2 separate regions of the Mus musculus genome follow, and region 1 is linked to region 2. Evidence: chromatin contacts called from public HiChIP or PLAC-seq data. All regions are on one chromosome and are shown on one strand. The core of a region is the stretch at or near the end of the contact, and the rest is flanking DNA. Distances in the headings are between cores, read along the strand shown. Region 1 overlaps Adat1 (adenosine deaminase, tRNA-specific 1). Region 2 has its middle 9.1 kb from the start of Mir7076.

Region 1 (3,736 bases), core at 906-3,405, 280 kb before region 2:
GCTACTCAATGTCACTGTGGTTTATAGTGTTTTGTTTTGTTTTGCTTTGCTTTGCTTTGCTTTGCTTTGTTTTTCCACACAGGGTTTCTCTGTGTAGCTCTGGCTATCCTGGAACTCACTTTGTAGACCGGGCTGGCCTCAAATGCAGAGATCTGCCTGCCTCTGCCTCCTGAGTGCTGAGATTAAAGTTGTGTGCCACCATGCAGTGTTCTTTTATGAGATTTTTATATTATAAAGACTTGAATTAAATGTGAAGTAGTAACATTTTTTAATTACTTATTTCACATCCTGACTGCACTTTCCCCTCCCCTCTCCTCCTAGTCCTTCCTCCCCCACCTCACCTTCCCCTACCCCCATCCACTCCTCCATTTCTCTTCAGAAAAGGGCAGGCCTCCAGTGGATATCAACCAACCATGGCCTAGCAAGTTGCAGTAAGACTAGACAAGGCAACCCAAACCCAGTAGGAAGAAAGGGTCTCAAAGAGTAATATATTTTTACTCCTAAAGTTATAATCTGTCAAGTTTACTCACACCCTTAGTCACTGGCATCTGGGTAGAAAACACTGAAGGCTAACCACTAAAGGCAACTTCCCTTGAGCTTCACTTACTGTCTCAAAGCGCTAAAGGTGGTATTTAAACATCCAACAGCCTGCATCCTAGTTTATGCTCTTAAAACCCAAGTTTACACTGGGGGGTTGGGGTGCATGCCTCTAATGCCAACACTTGGAGTTCCATGTCAGCCAAAGCTGTCTGTCAGAGACAGAGAAACCCTGTCTCATAAAGCCCCAAAAAAGAAAAGTTTAGAATTGTATGTATGCCTTAACATCACATCTCTGTAATCCTGGCAAGTGCTTGCTTGCTTGCTTGCTTGGTCTCAGACTGTGTCTTCTGAAACCTAGGCTGCCCTGGAACTCCTTATCTTCCTAAAATCCCAAGCCAGAAAGCAGCCCTCTCCATAAGTTATCCCACGTATCCTGTTTATCCTCAGTCAGGCAACATTGTCCAGTGTGAGCCTTGGGCCAAACCCATGAAGACCTCTAGAGAAAAGGTGGCTCTGATTATCATTTGACCTGTGTCCCTCCTGTGTCCTCTCTGGGCCCTGGCTGCAGCAAACCTGGTTTCTTTGGTAAAATCAGAGAATATGAGGACATTCATGCGTGTCCCCACTCCCCATCCATCCACTCCACTGGTGCCCATAGACCACCACCAGGAACAGGACGGCCAGCAGGACCCTTTGCCCCATCTCATCAGAGAAACTAGGAAGGGCCTTCCATATGGTAGGCAAATGCTCCAGCCCAACCACCAGTGCTACCCCACCCAGGGGTCTTTTTTAATTAATGTGAAGGATTTTATATTTTAAACTGTAGAAAAACTAGAAGCCCCTCAGAAATGAAGCTGCACAGGAATTGGAACAGCAACTCTAACCCATGCGTAATTCCACAAAATTGTGTCTTCAACTAAAAAAAAAAAAGGCAAATTTGGCTCTGGAGGAAAGATTACATTTACGTGTGTGCCTAAATAGGGTCTAATGTTATGACTCTGCGTGTGTGTGTGTGTGTGTGTGTGTGTGTGTGTGTGAGAGAGAGAGAGAGAGAGAGAGAGAGAGAGAGAGAGAGAGAGAGTTTTCCTCAGAATTTTCAGAACCTAATCTGATTCAGCCGTGTCTGCCACCACCTGTGTGCGCACATAGTTCTTCTTCAGGATGGAGGGATGCCACGTCAAATGCCATGCTTTATGGATTCCCCAGTGCCAGGCATGAGCTCACTGAGGAAGTTGCTGTGGAGAAGAAGGGGCTGCCCTGGTTGCCAGCTGGAGAGGTGCAGGCCCCCTGTCTGACCTGCTTGTGTCTGTGGCTGCTGGAAAGCTGCCTCCACCCAGACCTAGAACAAGGTTCCTAAGCCAGAGTTTTCCAGTTTCTAAACAACAGCCATCCTGCCACCAATAAAACCAGAACTTGTGTATCGTGTCTGTGTGTGTGTGTGTGTGTGTGTGTGTGTGTGTGTGTGTGTGTGTGTGTGTGTGTGTGTGTGTGTGTGTGTGTTTGTTCAGGAGCCCAAGCAAACCTTCCCAAAGGCACTGAGCTGGCTAACCAAAGGGAGTGGCTAGATTCAGAAAGAGCCAGGCAGGCTCCGGATGTACAGCCACACCATCCTGACTGTGCCTGAGCTCAGAGCCAGGGAGGCCGAGGTCGAGGAGAGAAAGTATTTTCTGAGCAGAATAGTTCATTGTATACCTCATTTTGCAGAATCATAGTTGCCTTGACTTTACACACAAATCTTTTTAAAAACATTAAAAAAAAAAAAAAAAAAAAAAAAAGCAAGCTAGGCAGTGTTGGTGCGTGCCTTCAATTCCAGCTGATAAAAGTTGAAGGCCAGCCTGGTCTACAGAGCTAGTTCCAGGACATTCAGGGCTACCTTCTATCCTGAGAAACAAAAGCAAAACCAAAAAACCGAAATTAAAACTAGCTGTGTCTGTAACTGAACCAGCCTGTTTCCCTGTAAAGCCATCCAAGTAGATCCCAAATGATTTTCAGGTGGTCCTGTAGCCCAAAGGACAGAGAGAAATGAGTCAGAGACGCTTCAGAGCTGGAGTAGGCAGCCTTTTTAGTCAGTATTTATTTAGACTGGGGACAGTGGGTGGGAGGCAGCACTTGGTAATGCGTGCAAGTTGCTACTTTCAGTCTCCTGCACTAGGAAAAACAAAACCACACGTTGCTTGGTTGGTAGTGTTTGTTTGTTTGGTGATGTTTTGGGAGGAGGCCCCCCGCTGGCCTCTAACTCTGTGATGTTCCCATCCTAGTTTCCCCAAACTGCTGTTACAGATGGGTGCTACCATGCCTGGCCAACAGTCAGGGTTTTACTTAGGGTATTAAATAGAGGAATGCAGATCTTGTGGAAGTTTATGAAGGTCTACAGTTTTCTGTGCTCCTTTTTTTTTTGTTGTTTTTTTAAATGTAATTATACCTCAATTTAGAATGTGTTAGAAAAAAAGTCCTTATTACTTGGAATCAGAATAAATTTGAGTACAGCCATGGATGCAAATGACATGATAGTACCAACTCTGCCACCAACAACCAGCTGTATGCTGGGAAGGCATTTAACCTTTGACTTGTGACCTCCATTCTGTTCTACAAAAGCAAGTACCAGCAACTAGGCTGCGCAAGTGTTTTCAAGTGTAGGGTAGGCTTTCTCATTTTTTTAAAAAGTTGTGTGCTGCGAATCAAACTCAGCATCTTTCCGCATGCTAAGCAAGCACTTGGCTCAGAGCTTTCCCTAGTTCCACTTTTTAGCATCTCTTAATTGGGTGGGGTGTGGCATTACATACCTTAGATTCACACATAGGAGGCAGAGGCAGGCATACCTCTGAGTTCAAGGCCAGCGTGGCCTACGGAGTTCAGTCCATCCAGAGCTAAGGAGTAATACCCTGGCTCAAAAACGGAGGCAGAAGAAACCTCTTAATTGCCTAAGTAAAGCACTGGGGAATTTTCCTCAATGTAAAGGCCTGCTGTTGAATGGAAGACACTCTGATGCTGTGACCCTCTGACCTGCCTATGGCCTCAGTTATACTAGTGATGGGGGGAGGGGAGGGGGACTTTTGTGTTAATCTAGCAGCCTGGGGACTCTGGTGTGGATTTGCTGTTTTGCCCTTATTCGGATGAGTCAGCAAGGGTTAGGAACCAACCTTTCAAATCAAGTCTGATTGGCACTGCTTTCCGGTGTCCAAGTGTGGCAGAGGCT
Region 2 (3,872 bases), core at 715-3,214:
TTAATTTCTCCCAAGGAATTCTTTTATTTAGTTAGGGGTTTGTTTGGTTGTTTGGTTTTTGTTTTGATGGTAAAAGATACCATTTTCTGCCACGGTAAGGAAGCTCTCTCCTCCGAGTCTCACTTCCCTGAGTACCTTGATAATGAAGTTGAATTTTGTCCCAGGCCCCTTCTGCATCAACTGTTTTTGTTTTTTGTTTTTGAGGCACGCACGGTTTCTCTGTGTCACCCTGGCTATCCTGGACTAGCTCTGTAGACCAGGCTAGCCTCAAACTCAGAGATCCACCTGCCTCTACCTCTGAGTGCCAGGATTAAAGGCATGCACCACAGCCTAGCTCTTTTATGAGATTTTTATATTATAAAGACTTGAATAAAAACATGGAAGCAGGGCTGGAGACATGATTTAAGAGCACTGGCTGCTCTTCCAGAGGACCTGGGTTCAATTCCAATACCCACATGGCAGCTCACAACTGTCTGTAACTCCTGTTCCAGGGGATTCAATACGCTCACCCAGACACAAGTGCAGTCAAAGCATCAATGTGCATAAGATTTTTTAAAAAAAACATGAAGGAGTAATATATTTTTATTTCTAAAGTTATAATCTGTCAAATTTGCTCACACCAAAGAAAGAAAGAGAGAAAGAAAGAGAGAGAGAGAGAGAGAGAGAGAGAGAGAGAGAAAGGAAGAAAGAAAGAAAGAAAGAAAGAAAGAAAGGAAGGAAGAAAGAAAGAAAGAAAGGAAGAAAGAAAGAAAGATACATAGATAGATAAATGTGTGTAAGCTGACATGTGGGTACTAGGAATTAAACCCAGATCCTCTAGAGCTGTCAGTCCATGGTCTTAGCCTTTGGGTCATCTTTCTAGTCCTTTCTCTTCTTTCTTGAGACAGATTTTCATGTGGCCCAGGCTGGCCTCAAGCTCTATATGTAACTGAGGATGTCCGTCAACTTCTGATCCTCCTGCCTCCGCCTCCCCAGGGCTGTGATCTCAGGCACGAGCTACCACACCTGGCTCTCAGTAGGATACCATCTCTCTCTGAGCTGATGGTGGTAAAGGATAGATAGCGGCATCCTCTGCCACGGTAAGGAAGCTCTCTCCTCCTCCTCTCACTTCCCTGAGTGCCTTGATAATGAAATGAAGTTGGATTTTGTCCCAGGCCCCTTCTGCATCAACTGAGATGGTCACGTGACTCTCCTCCTTTCGTCTAATGACTCGGTACATTACACTGATGATTCCCTCAGTCAAATCGCCCTCTGCACACTTGGGACCAATCCCGCTTGGTCAGGGCATATAATCCTTTTAATGTACTATTGGATTCACTCAGCTGTGGTTTGCCGAAGATTTGTCTTCATTTGTATCTATGAGGAACGTTTGGTCCGTAATTGCCCTTTCGTGTGATGTAATATTGCTCTCCCCAATTCACTCTTGAACACCCAGTTTATGGGATGGTGCGGATTAATCTGAGGATTATCCTACCAGCTGAGCTTCATCTCTAGACGATGTGATGTGATGTGATGTGTGGATGCTCCTTCCAGAATATGCCGAATATAGAGAACAAAGGAGACTTTCTGATGTCGTTCTCTGACACTCTCCACTTTAATTTGTTTGAGACAGGACCTTCTCTCTGTGAATTGAAATTTGCTGTTTCAGAGAGTATGGTGGGCCGACGAGCTCGCTGGAGCCCCCTGTCCTCTAAAGCTGGGATTACAGGCATGTAGGGTCATACCTGCCTTTTAATTGGGTCCTGAAGATTTTAACTCCTGTTTCCCAGCGACCCCTGCTAGTTACCTCTGAGCAATCTTCCCCCTCTTGCTCCGGTGCACGTCTCAGGGGAGAGCAGGGTGCACAGCTCAGGAATGTGCAGTTTGAGGAGGGCTCCTACCGCGAGCACACAGGCTGCTAGCAGAAGTCCCGGAGCCGCCCTGTCTGTCTGCGGACTCTTCCTGAGGCAGCCACTGCGCTGATTTCCCACCACAGCGCCATTCCTGCAGCCTGTGGCAGCATCTGGGGTAGCGTGAATTAGAAAGCAGTGGGGAGGGCTGGCGAGATGATTCAGTGGGTCAGAGCACTGACTGCTTCTTCCAAAGGTCCTGAGTTCAATTCCCAGCAACCACATGGTGGCTCACAACCATCCGTAATGAGATCTGATGCCCTCTTCTGGGGTGTCTGAAGACAGCTACAGTGTGCTTACATATAATAAATAAGTTAACCTTGAGAGAGAGAGAGAGAGAGAGAGAGAGAGAGAGAGAGAGAGAGAGAGATCTCGGAGCATTTGCCATCTCAAATGTGTGTTGGGCGGGGTTGTTTTATTTTGTTTTGTTTTTGTTTTTGATATCGGATCTCGCTGGGTTGCCCAGGCTGGTCTCAGCCTCCCAGGGTCACTCTGTCTCAGCCCCTGAAAACTGGAACTACAGGTTTACAGGACGCCAGCCACCTGTTTTACCTCTGGGTAAACTGAATCTTTTCTGAAATCTGAGGAATGTACCTCCATTATTTCTTCAAATGGAGATTTATATCTCTTTAACTTTATACTCGGGCTACTTGGCCTGCAGTTATCTGAGTGCTGGCATCTGATCTTACACATCACTTGTCTTATTTTCTCTCTCTCTCTCTCTTGTTTCTAAGAGCATTCCTTACCCTGACCCAACTCACTAATTTCTCTGAAGCACTGATTTTATTATGAGCGGTCACCTATTATTGTTACTGCAATCACAACAGACTGTTTTTGTTGTTTGTCTGTTTTGAGACAGAATTTTACTCTGTAACTTAGGCTGGCCCTACACTCACTATGGAGTCCATTCTGTACTCAGAGTAATGGCAATCCTCCTGCTTCAGCCTCCTGAGTGCTGGGATTATAGGCATGTGCTACCTACCTACCATTCCCCTGACAATAACTCTAGTTTTGACACCTGGATTTTTTGTTTTGTTTTGTTTCTGTTTGGGACAGAGTATTATGGCTATTCTTGGTTGTCAACTTGGCTACATCTGGAATGAACTACAATGTAGAAATGGAGGGCAGGGCACACCTGTGAGAGATTTTCTGCTTCTCCATTCTAGTCTGGACCTTTGAGGAAGGAAGGCACACACCTCTCTCCGATCTGGATCTTGTTTGTTTGTTTGTTTGTTTTGTCTTTTGTTTTTTTAAGACAGAGTTTCTCTGTATAGCCCTGGCTGTCCTGGAACTCACTCTGTAGACCAGGGTGGCCTCGCACTCAGAAATCCTTCTGCCTCTGCCTCCCAAGTGCTGGGATTAAAGGCGTGCGCCACCACTTCCCAGCACCCTACTGGATTCTTTAATGGCTTTTATTACTTGATCACTAATATCTTTTGTTTACTAGGCTTATTTTTGCCTGTTTTGAATCTTGCCCACGTCCACCAATGTTCCTATTTCTAACAGAATCTGTAATCCCAATGAGTGGGCTTTCTTTTCAAGTATTTTCTCATTATAACTCTACTAGAGCAGAGGGAAGGGATCCAAGTCTCAGAATCAGGCAGATGGAAGTGGTGGGTGAGCCCGTGGAAGAGCCCCACAGGCCCGAGCACCAGGGAAACACTTCGTCTTTTCATGACATCCAGAGGAGACTTGGAGGAACAGGATGGGAATCAGGGGGTGTCCTTCCCATTGTCCCTGGCTCCTCACTTGCACCTGACCCCCGTATTCTGAGGACGAAGAAGCTGTTTGAGGTGGGCCTGGGGCCGGCACCTCCTACCCAAGGTGTCAGAGTGAGGAGAAACAGCAGGTTCAGGCCCTTTCCTTCCCATTTGATCTTCCCACAGCCCAGCCTCAGCCTCAGCCACTGGCCACAGCCCTGACCACAGCTCCTGGTTCAAATCGGCTTCCTCTCCATTGTCTCTGGGTCGTTCTGGGTGAGGC

The links. HiChIP or PLAC-seq counts read pairs in DNA pulled down with a chosen protein or histone mark.
Region 1: an H3K27ac HiChIP or PLAC-seq map of embryonic stem cells shows a contact between it and region 2, with 4 times the contacts expected there. The contact joins two enhancer-like sites. A contact is called at or near these places in 4 of 39 promoter capture datasets (the C10 cell line, cranial neural crest, frontonasal cranial neural crest and 1 more), 2 of 484 Hi-C or Micro-C datasets (B cells and the F1.1 cell line) and 2 of 115 datasets of contacts at active chromatin or transcription factors (both in embryonic stem cells).

Annotation. Positions count from the first base shown.
Region 1 is chr8:111,963,425-111,967,160 of GRCm38.p6, reverse strand. Adat1 (adenosine deaminase, tRNA-specific 1) reads left to right here. Exons shown (of 10, transcript NM_013925.5): 10 at 1-263. Among named protein-coding and RNA genes, the nearest start is that of Gabarapl2, 25 kb to the right of the region's middle. Within about 2 kb of position 2,155, at least 43 of the 459 cell types and tissues checked have an H3K27ac peak or open chromatin away from gene starts, as enhancers often do. A contact at or near this core is called in embryonic stem cells, where this site is marked.
Region 2 is chr8:111,678,678-111,682,549 of GRCm38.p6, reverse strand. No RefSeq gene overlaps it. Among named protein-coding and RNA genes, the nearest start is that of Mir7076, 9.1 kb to the left of the region's middle. Within about 2 kb of position 1,964, at least 25 of the 459 cell types and tissues checked have an H3K27ac peak or open chromatin away from gene starts, as enhancers often do. A contact at or near this core is called in embryonic stem cells, where this site is marked.